Regions from separate parts of the Mus musculus genome. Here all the other regions are linked to region 1. A link is a contact called in public Micro-C and promoter capture Hi-C data. All regions are on one chromosome and are shown on one strand. The core of a region is the stretch at or near the end of the contact, and the rest is flanking DNA. Distances in the headings are between cores, read along the strand shown.

Evidence for each region. Promoter capture Hi-C pulls out the DNA fragments that hold promoters and counts their contacts. Hi-C and Micro-C count contacts between places; a contact is called where the count stands out from the background.
Region 2: a contact with region 1 is called in a promoter capture Hi-C map of liver, with 3 times the contacts expected there. The contact joins the promoter of 4933406J09Rik here to the promoter of Ddx47 in region 1. A contact is called at or near these places in 3 of 39 promoter capture datasets (liver and maxillary cranial neural crest) and 1 of 115 datasets of contacts at active chromatin or transcription factors (pancreatic cancer cells).
Region 3: a contact with region 1 is called in a Micro-C map of embryonic stem cells, with 2.2 times the contacts expected there. The contact joins the enhancer-like site here to the promoter of Ddx47 in region 1. A contact is called at or near these places in 4 of 39 promoter capture datasets (the 3T3-L1 cell line, 3T3-L1-derived adipocytes and maxillary cranial neural crest), 1 of 484 Hi-C or Micro-C datasets (embryonic stem cells) and 1 of 115 datasets of contacts at active chromatin or transcription factors (microglia).

What each region holds. Positions count from the first base shown.
Region 1 is chr6:135,009,766-135,013,807 of GRCm38.p6, reverse strand. Ddx47 (DEAD box helicase 47) reads right to left here and starts at 2,196. Exons shown (of 12, transcript NM_026360.3): 1 at 2,080-2,196; 2 at 1,413-1,506. The coding sequence starts at 2,166.
Region 2 is chr6:134,401,762-134,405,803 of GRCm38.p6, reverse strand. It overlaps 4933406J09Rik (RIKEN cDNA 4933406J09 gene), which reads left to right and starts at 2,389. Exons shown (of 9, transcript NR_153848.1): 1 at 2,389-2,939. All of the region lies in intron 2 of Bcl2l14 (BCL2-like 14 (apoptosis facilitator)), which reads right to left.
Region 3 is chr6:134,423,401-134,427,442 of GRCm38.p6, reverse strand. Bcl2l14 (BCL2-like 14 (apoptosis facilitator)) reads right to left here. Exons shown (of 7, transcript NM_025778.3): 3 at 3,381-3,832; 4 at 1-147. The coding sequence starts at 3,825. Among named protein-coding and RNA genes, the nearest start is that of 4933406J09Rik, 22 kb to the right of the region's middle. Within about 2 kb of position 1,817, at least 39 of the 459 cell types and tissues checked have an H3K27ac peak or open chromatin away from gene starts, as enhancers often do. A contact at or near this core is called in embryonic stem cells, where this site is marked.

The DNA of each region.
Region 1 (4,042 bases), core at 947-3,446:
TGCTTTGGTTTTTTTTTTTTTTTGTGACAGGGCTTCTCTGTGTAGTCCTGGCTGCTCTGGAACTCGCTGTGTAGACCAGGCTAGCCTCAAATTTAGAAATCTGCCAAGCCCTGCCTCCTGAGTGCTGGGATTAAAGGCACGCACCACCACCACCTGGTTTGACACCTGAAAATTCTAATTCAGTAGGTCCAAGTTGTTTTAGAATAAGGAAATAGAGGATGGTGATAGAATCGCTATTATAAAGCCAAAGGAAAGAAACAGTAGCTAAAGAGACAGGCTAGTAAAATACTGTGTTGAAATGAAAAGATAACTTCAAGAAAGGTCTGATCAAGGGTGTTGGAAGATACAGAATAAGCAAGATGGATTTTCTTTCTGGTTTTTTTTTTGGGGGGGGGGCGTTGTTTGTTTGTTCTTTGTCTTAAAGACAAAGTGTTTTCCTACTTGCTTAGTAGACCAGGCTAGCCCCAAACTCTCAGAAATCCTCCTGTCTCTGCCAATGGAGTGCTGGGATTAAAGGTGTGCACCACCACGCCTAGCTTTATGGTGGATTCTTTTTTTTTTTTTTCCTCTTTTTTTTTTTTAATTACGTATTTTCCTCAATTACATTTCCAATGCTATCCCAAAAGCCTCCCACACCCTCCCCCCCCCACTCCCCTACCCACCCATTCCCATTTTTTGGCCCTGGCGTTCCCCTGTACTGGGGCATATAAAGTTTGCCTGTCCAGTGGGCCTCTCTTTCCAGTGATGGCCGACTACGGCATCTTTTGATACATATGCAGCTAGAGTCAAGAGCTCCGGGGTACTGGTTAGTTCATAATGTTGCACCTACAGGGTTGCAGATCTCTTTAGCTCCTTGTATACTTTCTCTAGCTCCTCCATTGGGGGTCCTGTGATCCATCCAATAGCTGACTCTGAGCATCCACCTATGTGTTTGCTAGGCCCCGGCATAGTCTCACAAGAGACGGCTATATCACGGTCCTTGCACCAAACGCTTGCTAGTGTATGCAATGGTGTCATCGTTTGGAGGCTAATTATGGGTCTCTTGATGGTCCATTGTATGGATTCTTAATTCTCATCTCTTAGAGCTAACAGTCAGGATCTGCCATGCAAATTCAGACAGTAGAGTGCTCTAGGGGTTTAAAACTGTCGTCCCACCATTCATTAACGTCAGTGTCTACCTCCCAAATGGTACAGGCTTGTGCCACCGTGATCACACCTGGCTTTATATTTATTTGAAGCAAGGTCTCTGCCTCCTCGGTGTTAAGAACTCAAGTAGTCCTGCCATACCCAGGGAGAGATTATATCTTTATTTCACTTGGAATTTGACAGCAATAGCTCTTAGAAGCAACACAAAAACTGAATATAATGCCACACTGGCTCTGTACTAGCCTGCATATTTAATTCCAACCTACCTTGCAAGGCCAAAGGAATAGCTTCGATCTGGATCTTGGTGGGCTTTGCCCATCCCAACTGGTCACAAGCTTCACACAATACATCCGTAACACCCTTTGAATTCAGAAAACCATACTTTAGCAAAGAATACATCCTCACCTTTATCAGAGCCATCCTCCTGGTGATACGTAGCCCTTTGCACTTTACATAACTGTACATCTCAGACCCTGCTTTATATGAACACTATGGGACAGCGCCTTGAGACAATTTCTCTTCACCAGGGGCTGCTGTCAACTCTTTGCATGTATTATCTCATTTAACCCGTCAAATCAGTTCCGACCAGTGGCTAGCTATTATTCTACCAAGTGCCTCACGTGTATAAAGTGAGGCGCACACCATAACAACTTGCCTCTTGTAAGGAGGTCACGCGTGACCCTAGATAACATAAGGCTCTACAGTAACTGGGGAGAAAAACAAACGGGGGCTCTCACGACCCAGCGGCATCCTACAAGGCAAATGCACCCGAGGGAGCGTGAAGAGACCCCGAGTTTCTGACAGCCTGAAGATAGCATGAGCTAGGCCCCAAGGTGTTTTTACACACCACCGGCTGGGATATGAAGTACCCAAACCCTGGGTGAGCCTAAACGCCAACATCACAAAATAAATACCAGCATCACCCATTCTCACCAGGTCTTTAAATGTTTTCGTTTCCTCCTCTTCCGCAGCTGTCTGAAGGGCTCCAGAGGGGGAATCGGGTTCCTCGTCCGCCGCCATCTTGCTCGTGGGCTCCGGAAGTGGGGCCGAGGCGCAAGGCGTGCTGGGAAATGTAGGCGATTACTTTCCTAGAGTGTAGGTTCTGAACGCCTCCTGCTGGCGGGTCTGGCGTGGCAGCGCCCCACACAGGAGGGACTTGGAAGAACAGCAATGGCTGGAAGCCTGTGTGCCTAAGGAACTGAGACGATCCCTTCTTGCTGCCCTTTGGGTATCTGCCCTATTTTTTATTTTTTTAAATTGGTTTCTTGAGGCAGGATTTCATTCTGCAACTTCGGCCTTCCAGGGCCTTGGCTGTCTTCCCTTTGGCTTATCACTTTTCTAACTATAGAAATGTAAACACATGGACATCACGATACTATTTATTCATTACTTCATATATTTGACAACTGACAGCCTGCCATATGCTTGGACTGTGCTAGGTGTCTAATGATAGAGCAGGACAGTATCAACTTCCACTGCAAAGAGAAGGCAAACAATACATAGGTAATAATGGGCCACTTTGAATTATGAAAAGTGCTACATAAAAATAGGGGAGCAAAGCTTTGGGAGAAAGAATTGTCAGGATTGCTGCAAGACTGAGAAGGTGTCTCTGAGGCAGTGATATTTGAGCTGGGACCTTACTGATACCAGAAAGGCCGTTCTGAGTTCAGGGGACACCTATTCAAGACTGGCAGATCTGAGCCGAGCGTGGTGGCACACGCCTTTAATCCCAGCGCTTGGGAGGCAGAGGCAGGCAGATTTCTGAAACCCTGTCTCGAAAAAACAAACAAACAAACAAAAAACTGGCAGATCTGTGAATACAAAATTCCTGAGACCCGTGAGATATCTGAACTGCCACCACTTAAGCTAGTGAGGTACAATGTATGTTACATGCCCTGTGCCTGCAAGTGTACCCTAGTGGGGAGGCATTGGCATTCTCAATGTGTGGGGCACACTTTCTGAAACTGAGGCATTAGAGACAATCTGCTATGCTTTTCTTCGTGGTATCCCTTTCTCTGGCAGAGTGTGTTGTTAAAATGTGCGCAGCGCATGTCAAACATACCCTTAAGAGTATTTAGGGCTCCAAGTCCTGAGGCTGTTGTGGGAAAGGCCATAGATTTAAATATAATATAACTAAGATTGGGAGTGGTGGCCCATGCCTTTAATCCCATCACTCAGGAGACAGAGGCAGGTGAATCTCTGTGAAGTGGAGGCCTGCCCGGTCTACATAGCAAGTTCCAGAACAGTCAGGGTTACTTGGTAAGACCCTGTTTCAAATATATATTATATGTGTGTTATATTACAAGTGTGTATGGATGGATGTAACAACCTTCTACTAAAACACAGAGAAGCAGAAACTACACTTGAAGAGGTTTGTGATGATTGCCTGTGGAGGGAGGGGAATTAAGATAAAATGCACAAGTCGGAATTCAGAAACAAAATGACAGAAGATAAAAGAATAAATAGAAAAAGCCAAGGGAGGGGACTATGGTGGTACACTCCCTTAATCACAGAGCTTGGGAGGCAGGGGCAGGCAAATCTCTGAGTTCAAGGCTACCCTGGTCTACAGAGTGAGTTCCAGGACACCCAGGGCTATACAGAAAAACCCTGTCTGGAAAAACAAACAAAAACCATTGCTCTCATTCACCATGATGCTGGTCTTCAGAAAAGAAACTGGGAAAGGAGACTGCCTCAGAGACAAGAGGCGGTCTTTGTTTCCCTGACTCTAGAGACAAAATGGATGTTAAGTATGTGCCACCTGGGTGAAGTGAAACTCAGCAAAGCGTTGGGGTTGGAAACCATGGCAGACCAGAGGGATTTCTCTGACTGTTTCTTTATCAGTGGTTCTCAGCCTTCCTGATGCTACGACCCTTTAATACAGTTCCTCCTGTTGTGG
Region 2 (4,042 bases), core at 1,140-3,639, 610 kb after region 1:
CAGGTTTTGTTCCAGGTTTTATACTGCTGTCCCTGAAGGGCTTAGGAGATGCCACCCCACAGCACTTCACTATGACAGGGCATTTTGAGTTGACAAAACAGGCACAGGTAGATTCTTCTCCCTCCCCGCTCTGTGAGGAAGGGCAGGAAGGTTCTCACTGGGACCTGATCTAGACTGGTCGTTACCAGTCTAGGTAGGACAGCACCAGGCCCTGCTGACGTGCACTCTGCTCTTACTTCACTGCTTTTCCACAGTCAGCTGCCCTTGAAATTCTAGAACCTTCTCCTTTGCTTGCTACGTTCCTCCAAATTGATAGGTTTTATTTTTGTTGTTAAGATGTGATGTAAACTCTTGACTCTTGTGGGTTTATGTTGTTTTTCCTTTTTCTTTTCTTCTTTTTATTTACTTATTTATCTTTTTGTTTTTTGTTTTTTGTTTTTTTGTTTTTTTAAATAGGGTTTCTCTGTGAATGTAGCTTTGGCTGACCTGGAACTCATTCTGTAGACCAGGCTGACCTCAAACTCACAGAGATCCAGCTGCCCCTGCCTCTCAAGTGCTGGGATCAAAGGTGTGTGCCACCACAACCAGTTCCTTTTAGTTTTTTGTGATGAGGTCTTGCTATGTAGCTCCACTGGCTTTGAACTTGTGATCTTCCTGCTTCCGTTTCCTGATGCGCATCCCCAAATCTGGCTCAGACACAGGGTTTTTCACTACTCAATTCTCCTGGAATCTGTGTAGTGCATGTTTCTCGAAACTAATTTTTCTTTGGTTAGTTATATCTTTTAGTATGGAAGAACCCAGAAAGAGAATGTGGGAGGGATGCCTCCCCACCCCCATACTTGTCAGTAAATCCAAAATTGTGTTTGAGGCTGAGCAGTGATGGTGTTGCTGGTGCAGTAAGAGGCAAGGCCAGAGCCAGAAGCATTGAACTTCCATCAGGGTCGTCCAGGCACAGAGGCGGGATAGAATTGTGGTGGATTTAGCTATCCCCAACTTCCTTTGAGGACTCCACAATTAAGAACATCTCAGACTTGACGCTAATATCACCTCTTCCTCTACCGGAAGCCATGAGGGCAAATGTTGGTCTACACCTGACTGACAATGAGTCTGTGTCTACTCTAGGAGAGGCAATGAGAAACTTGGAGAAAGCGAACATCCATCTTGTCGAATTTATGGTCATCAAGAGAGACTTCTCGACCTAGTCGGTCATCAACTTTAAAAATAAACAGAAGCATGTTTTCATAGTCTCGGGCTGCAGAGAGGTGTCATTACAATAGCTGGGATTTTTTGGAGTCACTTCTTCTTCTTCTTCTTCTTCTTCTTCTTCTTCTTCTTCTTCTTCTTCTTCTTCTTCTTCTTCTTCTTCTCCTCCTCCTCCTCCTCCTCCTCCTCCTCCTCCTCCTCCTCCTCCTCCTTCTTCTTCTTCTTCTTCTTCTTCTTCTTCTCCTTCTTCTTAAAACTCAGCTGTGTAGAGAGTGTTTATAGTTATGCCCAACTTACAGATAAGAAAACCGAGGCACCGAATTGCTTAAGGTGACATATGCGGCTAAGCTGAGGTTGAAGAGAGCCCAGGCTGTCTGTCTATAGAGCCCAGACCCTGACTATCTTTCCTGTCACTATTTAGATGTCTTTGATTAACTCTTTGTCTTCTTATCTAGAACCAGGATCATTGCCACTTGACTCTGGAGCAGAAAAATACTACACTGTCTGAAACAGGTAAAAGCCTGGTGATATCTCCTCAGTGGGTGGTTGGGAGTTTGGAAACCGTCTGGTTCCTAGAGGCCTGACCCTTGCGTGCTCTAGATTCGTCCACATTGCAAGTCTATGGAGATGCAAGTTAATGTGTAGAAAATGAGGGTAATGTAAACACAATACCTCCCATGAAAACGAGAACCGGTTCCTGCAGAATGCGTTCCTTTGTTGTCCTGCAGAGAGCAGCTTTTCCAGTTTGTCCTGTTTGTACATCATCTCAGCAGTCCTTATCTGACTATAAATGCTTAGTGTTAGAAGGTCTCCTTCAAACCGGAGAGAATATTGTATTGGTTTCGGTTCGGTGTTACAGAAGGCATTTGAAATAAGCTCTTTTTAATGTGTCAGTCAAGCCAAATACATTTATTTTTACACTTTCACACGAGTGTACAACATATTGTGGTCATAGTCTTACCCTATTACCGTTCTCCCTCACGCTTGTATTGACTTTCTTCTTCCCATGCCTTTTTTAGCCCCACGAGGGCTGCTTGTGTGATCATGGCTATGGGGTGGGTCATTTAATTAAAGCAGGGGCAACTTACCAGTGGCTACACCACTGAAGAAATGGCACCCTCACCCCAGCAACTGTTAACTGCCACTAGCTCCTTGGCAGGGTGGGGTGGGGTGGGTGGACGCCTCAGGAGCCTCCCCTATCCACGGTGGAATGTTGAAGGGACCAATCTGACACCAGTTCTTTACAACATATGATTTTACTTTAAATTAATTTAACCCTTAGTTAAATCATTTAAGTTCTTTGGCTTTCAGCCCCACCGAATCTTCACCTTGGACTATAGGCTTGGTTGCCTGAGGCACATTTGGATGCATTGGAGTCATTTCTGTTACTCATTGTGCCTCTGACTGGATGAGGGATGCGAAGGAGGTGAAGTTTGGTGTCCTCCGTGGCTCATGTGCTTGAACATTCGTGCCCAGTAGGTGGCGCTGTTTTTCGAAGGTTAAGAAATCCTTAGAAGGATTCAGGTCGGGCCTTGGGCCTCTATTTCCTACAGGAGCTTTCTGTTTCCTGATCTGTGAAGATGTGAACAAGCCGCATGACAAGCTGGAGAGGCGATCCTCTGTTACAGAAAAGAGCCAGCTGAGCAAGGTGTGGGGAACAAGGCAGTTTCTCAGGTCTCCGCTTCAGTTTCTGCCTCCAGATCCCTTCCTTGGCTTTCCTCAGCGATCAGGTCATGGTAAGTCAAATTAACCCTTTCTTCTCTAGGCTGCTCTTGGTCATGCCGGCTTTATCGCAGCCATAGAAAATAAACCAAGAATGGGTTACTGTCGAGAGGTGTTGGAGGAGCGGGCTGACCTTCACAGTGTTGGGGAGTTGGCAGTTCAGAAGCCTCACACTAAACAACTGAGTTATTAGAGGATAGTTATATGGAGGATGAGTGAGTTTCGTGTGTTCTGTGAGGAGGGCTGGGGCTAGCTCAGCGGCAGAGTGCCTGCCTAGTGTATCTGAGACACTGAGTTCAACTCTTACACCACCCAGAGAACAAAATCCCAGAGTTAGGGAAGAACATTTGCAATGCATGTTCTATAACTAGGGGTCAAAGGTCTCAGGATGTGCACGGGGATGAGTTGGACAATGACAAAACAGGTATAGATGTAAAACTCCTCGGGTGGCTTCTCATTGCTACCCAGAGTGTGATGTGTGCAGGTGTGGAATAAGAACCATTGGCTTGCACTGGCTTGGGTGTCTGAGTGTGGGCAACAAGTCCAACATTCTGTGAAAAATGCCTCACCCCTGACTGTGAATAACCAGCAAATATACAGTGGGAGGTTTGAAATTCACCTTTGAGCACTGTCCTCGAATCTGTTTGACATTTTTTTTATGATTGACTTGGGTAGTGATGAATTCACAGATGATGGGAAGAGGAGTTTGGGGAGGGATATGGACCACAGAGTCAGGTGAGAGTTCTAGATGTGAGCCTTGGGTCTGTCATTTCCCAACTGGATGCTCTCCCTTTCTCCATCTTCTTCCCCCTCCCTTCTTCCCTCCCTCGCTCCCCCTTTCTCTTTCCTCTCTCTTCCTCATTGTTTTTCCACTTTATTGTAGTCTCTCATTGAACCTGGGGCTTGCTGCCTCAGTTAGCCATCCAGCAAGCCCCTGAGTTCTGCATGCTTCTGTCCCCCGCGCTGGGTTACAGATGTGGGCCACCATGCCGAGGTTTTTCTGGGCATCCAAACTGAAGTCTGTACAGACTCATGGTTGCCACTGAGCCATACTTCTAACTCTCTAAATAGCTTACGAACAGTTCCCTTAACCACACTAGCCTCTGTTTCCTAGTTT
Region 3 (4,042 bases), core at 568-3,067, 590 kb after region 1:
AAGGTCCTTCAAACCTGAAGTACAGAATCTCCGAGACCCTCTCTTTGAGCTTGCTTCCTCCCTGGCTGTGGATGACATCTGGTGGTGGCCAGGAGTAAACAATTTCAGCCACTCTGTTGGCAATACAAGCCACTTTGGAATCCACAACTGAAACAAGAAAGCACTGCTCAGAGGCCATCCCCAGAACTGGGGATGCAGTGTGGACTTCTGGTTGTTTAGGATGAAGAGGCCAGCCTCAGATAAAAGGACTATGCCCAGGAGTTTGTGTTTGAAGCGGGACAGTCTTCAGAAGGGACTAGCAATTCCCCATAGGCTGGGGTAAGGGGGCAGTATACAGGGGCCCTTCCACACCTTCATCTTTTCTCCCTTGCAAAGAAATGCACCCAACATGGCGTGGGGTGCTAGCATTGCTTGAAAGAATGTTCTTGGTGCTTTTATTTTTATTAAGCTTAATTACATTTGAGGGTAACCTTTATACATTGGAGAAGGAGAGGTGATCTCTCAGTTCCCAGGAAAGTGTTCAGTAGTCTGATACTCCTTGCTTTTATAGTCACAAATTTCCCCTTAAGTTTAATAGAAAACATTCAAGTAATGCTTATAGGTAAACAAGGCTTCATACACACGACCACATCTGTCACCTCAGCACTCAGGAGTCCAGGGCTGCAAGGTCGTGAGTGTCAGACCAGCACAGACTACAGATAGCTCAGAAAAGTGTGTAACATACAACTCATCTTTCCTGAATTTGTAAGCCAGGAAGGGATGTACTGTGTGTTTCCACTCAAGGAAGGAAGATTTACACGGCATAGACTCAAGTTATAGCCACCCAGAAACAATGCAGCTTTGTATCCGCTTGGGGAAGGCGGGGTAGAGCAGGCAGGTACTTGGCTGACTTGTTGGGTAGTCACTGGTGTTCCACCAATCAGCTCACTGTAGGAACTTGAAGTGGTTCTGTGTTTGGTCCCAAGTGGAGTAGCTGAGTGTAATCATACTGTATTTGGAGAAGAGCATTCATTCACAGTAATTAATGATGGGGGTGGGTCAAGAGGTAGGGGTTAGTCTTGGCTACATAGCGAGGTCCTATCTCAAATAAGTAGTAAATAAACCCATACATACATACATATATGTATATTTGTATATATATATATATATATACACACATATCCAAATAATCTAGAATAATCTAGAAAGAAAGCCATCTCTGCCTTTCTCTTTTCTTTCTACTTGAATGGAGATATGATATCTAGAATCTCCACAGCCCTGTAGAATATGTTCTTCAGAACATCCAACATATAATTAGATATGCATAAAACTATGTATTATGGGAGCTGGAGAGATGGCTCAGCACTGGCTGCTCTTCCAGAAGTCCTGAGTTCAATTCCCAGCAACCACATAGTGGCTCACAACCATCTGTAATGGGATCCAATGCCCTCTTCTGGTGTGTCTGAAGACAGTGACAGTGTACTCATACATAAATAAATCTTAAAACAAAAACCTCTCTGTATTATGGTTATATACATTGTAATATATGGTTATTAAGCCTAAGATACAATTTAGCCAATAAACCCACTCTCTCAAATTTAGTTTTTATTCTTAATCTCATCTGAAATTTATTTTTCTTCTTTCTAAAAGGGGAGGAGATGATGTGAGTGATTTCTTTTGAAAAGTTAGGAGGGAAAGCCAAACAATACTTTTGTCATTTCCTCTAGGAAATGCGGAAGGAAGGCTGTGGAAACTTCCTGTCTCTGTGCAGGCCACAGTGACCCCTAAAGCCAGGTCATTGGGGCCTCCAGCTCTGATCCACAGTTGCTGACGCATGCGTGGGAAGACAGGGCAGGAGAGGAGGGCGGAACCCCTCTTGCTGTGGCCTCAGCCACCCGTGCATTTAGAAGCAGATGAACAAATCTGAGAAGATGGCTTCGTGTGGTTCAGGCAGTGTGTCCGCCACAAAGTCTCACTGCCTCTTGAGTGATGGGTTCTGCGTATTCTTAGGAGCCTGCATCCTCGCAGTCTAACTGAAGAAGTTCCCTTGGTCACAGGCTGGTTTGGAGCCATCCATGTCCATGCAGGGCTGATTCCAACTTAGAATGATCACAGCCCTTTAAAACTGAGCCGTTACTGCCATCTGCTGACTAACTATGGACAAGTTTCCTAGGCCCAACAAACCTGGCAGGAAGGGGCTCTGCTGAGGTGGGAGTGGGTGGGATGGCGGGAGAAGCGTCTGCTGAGGTAAAGGGCACTTCAGTGGTGGTAAAGTGGGTGGAGGTAAAGCCCTCAGTGATAGTACAATTTCTTTTTTCCTAACAAGGGAAGACTTTATCAGTTTTTTTAAAAAAAGAATAGTTTACATTTTTTGAAAAACTTCCCTTTTTAAAAGATTGTCTGCACGCATACCAGAAGATGGCATCGGATCCCATGGGACTATAGTTACACACTTTGTGAGCTAGCACATGGGTGCTGGGATTTGAACTCAGGACCTCTGGAAGAGCAGCAGTGCTCTTAACTGCTGAGCCATCTCTCCAGCCCGGTGGCTTATGTTCTGAAAAGTATTTTGTTTCTTTTCAGTTTTCCAAGACAATCTTACAGTATAACCCTAAGCTGGCCTCCAACTTGTTAAGTACCCCAGGCTAGCCTAGAACTGGCCATGCTTTTCTTTCTGAATGCTGAGGACGGCAGGTATGAGCCAGTGTGTTCAACTGAAAACCTATCTGCTTCTATCTCTTTGCCTGAGTGTCTTTCTTTCCTTCTTTCCTTCCTACCTTCCTTCCTTTATTCTTTCCCTCCCTCCCTCCCTCCCTTCTTCCTTCCCTCTTCATCCCTGTTACTCCTCTCATGCCTCTTCCCACTGCCCCCTCTCTTTTCTCTTCTCTCCCTTCTCCTTCCTTCCCTTTCTCTTTCTCCCTCTTTCCATTGTTTGTTTATTTGTTGTTTAAGACAGGGTCTCATGTAGCCCAGGTTGGCATTCATCTCACTATATAGCCAAGGCTGGCCATGAACCCTTGAAAGTCCTGCCTCCATCATCTGGCTCTTCTCTTTGGTCTTTCCATCAACCGGAAGAAGTAGGAGAGGGTGTGACTCTCCAGTATATGGGTGTAAACACAGTACCCAGGCTCCCCAGAGGTGAACTGGCCCAGGAAGAGGCAAAGCCTCTGCCCTGGCTAAGGTGCCTTCTCTCTCAAAGCAAGCTTCTTTACCATCACAGAGCCAGAAAACCCCTACTGCCACCATCCCCTCCCACCCTTCCCTCCTTGGGGAAAGTGGGTGGTTACGGCGGAAATTAAAGAAGTGGAAAGGCCTCTATCTTCAGCAGGTAAGAGGAGGCCAGCCTCTTGGCACACACAAGGAAGGAGAGTGGTGCTAGGCAGAGCTGTTCACAAGCCTACCTTCACTCTCCAGGCGCTGCTCCACACTGCTCAGAGACCTGGGCCAGTGCTGGTTGTGGAAGCCACTCTGCCGCTCTACCGGGAAGGGGCCCTGAGGACCCTGAGCTCGGATCTCCTTTGGGGAGCTCGGCAGGCCTTCCTCCTTCTCGGCCACCCTGAAGAGTGTTCTCCAAGAAGACTTCTTCTTGCCCAAGCTGATGTTCTTTTCGCTGGAGGGGGAACCTCTGCAAGGCAATGATACCTGTGTCCAGGAATCAGTTGACCAAGTCCCCAGGGCTTTCTGGGACAGACTCCTTGTTCTGGAGAGCTTGGGCGAGAAGACAGCCGGGGTGTTCTTGAAGACATGGTGTCTGGCGTAGAAGGCCAGGATTTTGAACTCTATGCTGTTTGGATCATCATCCTCCAGGGGAATGTCTTCCAGGTCATACACACTGGTGCTGCACATGCTGGGTCTGGAACGACAGAGGGCAAAGGTGCTTAGCGTGGGGGAGGGGGGCATTTGCTTTGCAGGTTAAGAGAAAGCATGGGGGAGACCTGGGAGAGCATCTTTTGGCTCTGAGATCACATTGTTAGGATAGGCAGGAGTAACCAGTGTCAGAAGAGCCTGGGGTACTTAACAAGTTGGAGGCCAGCTTAGGGTTATACTGGGACGGGGGGGGGCA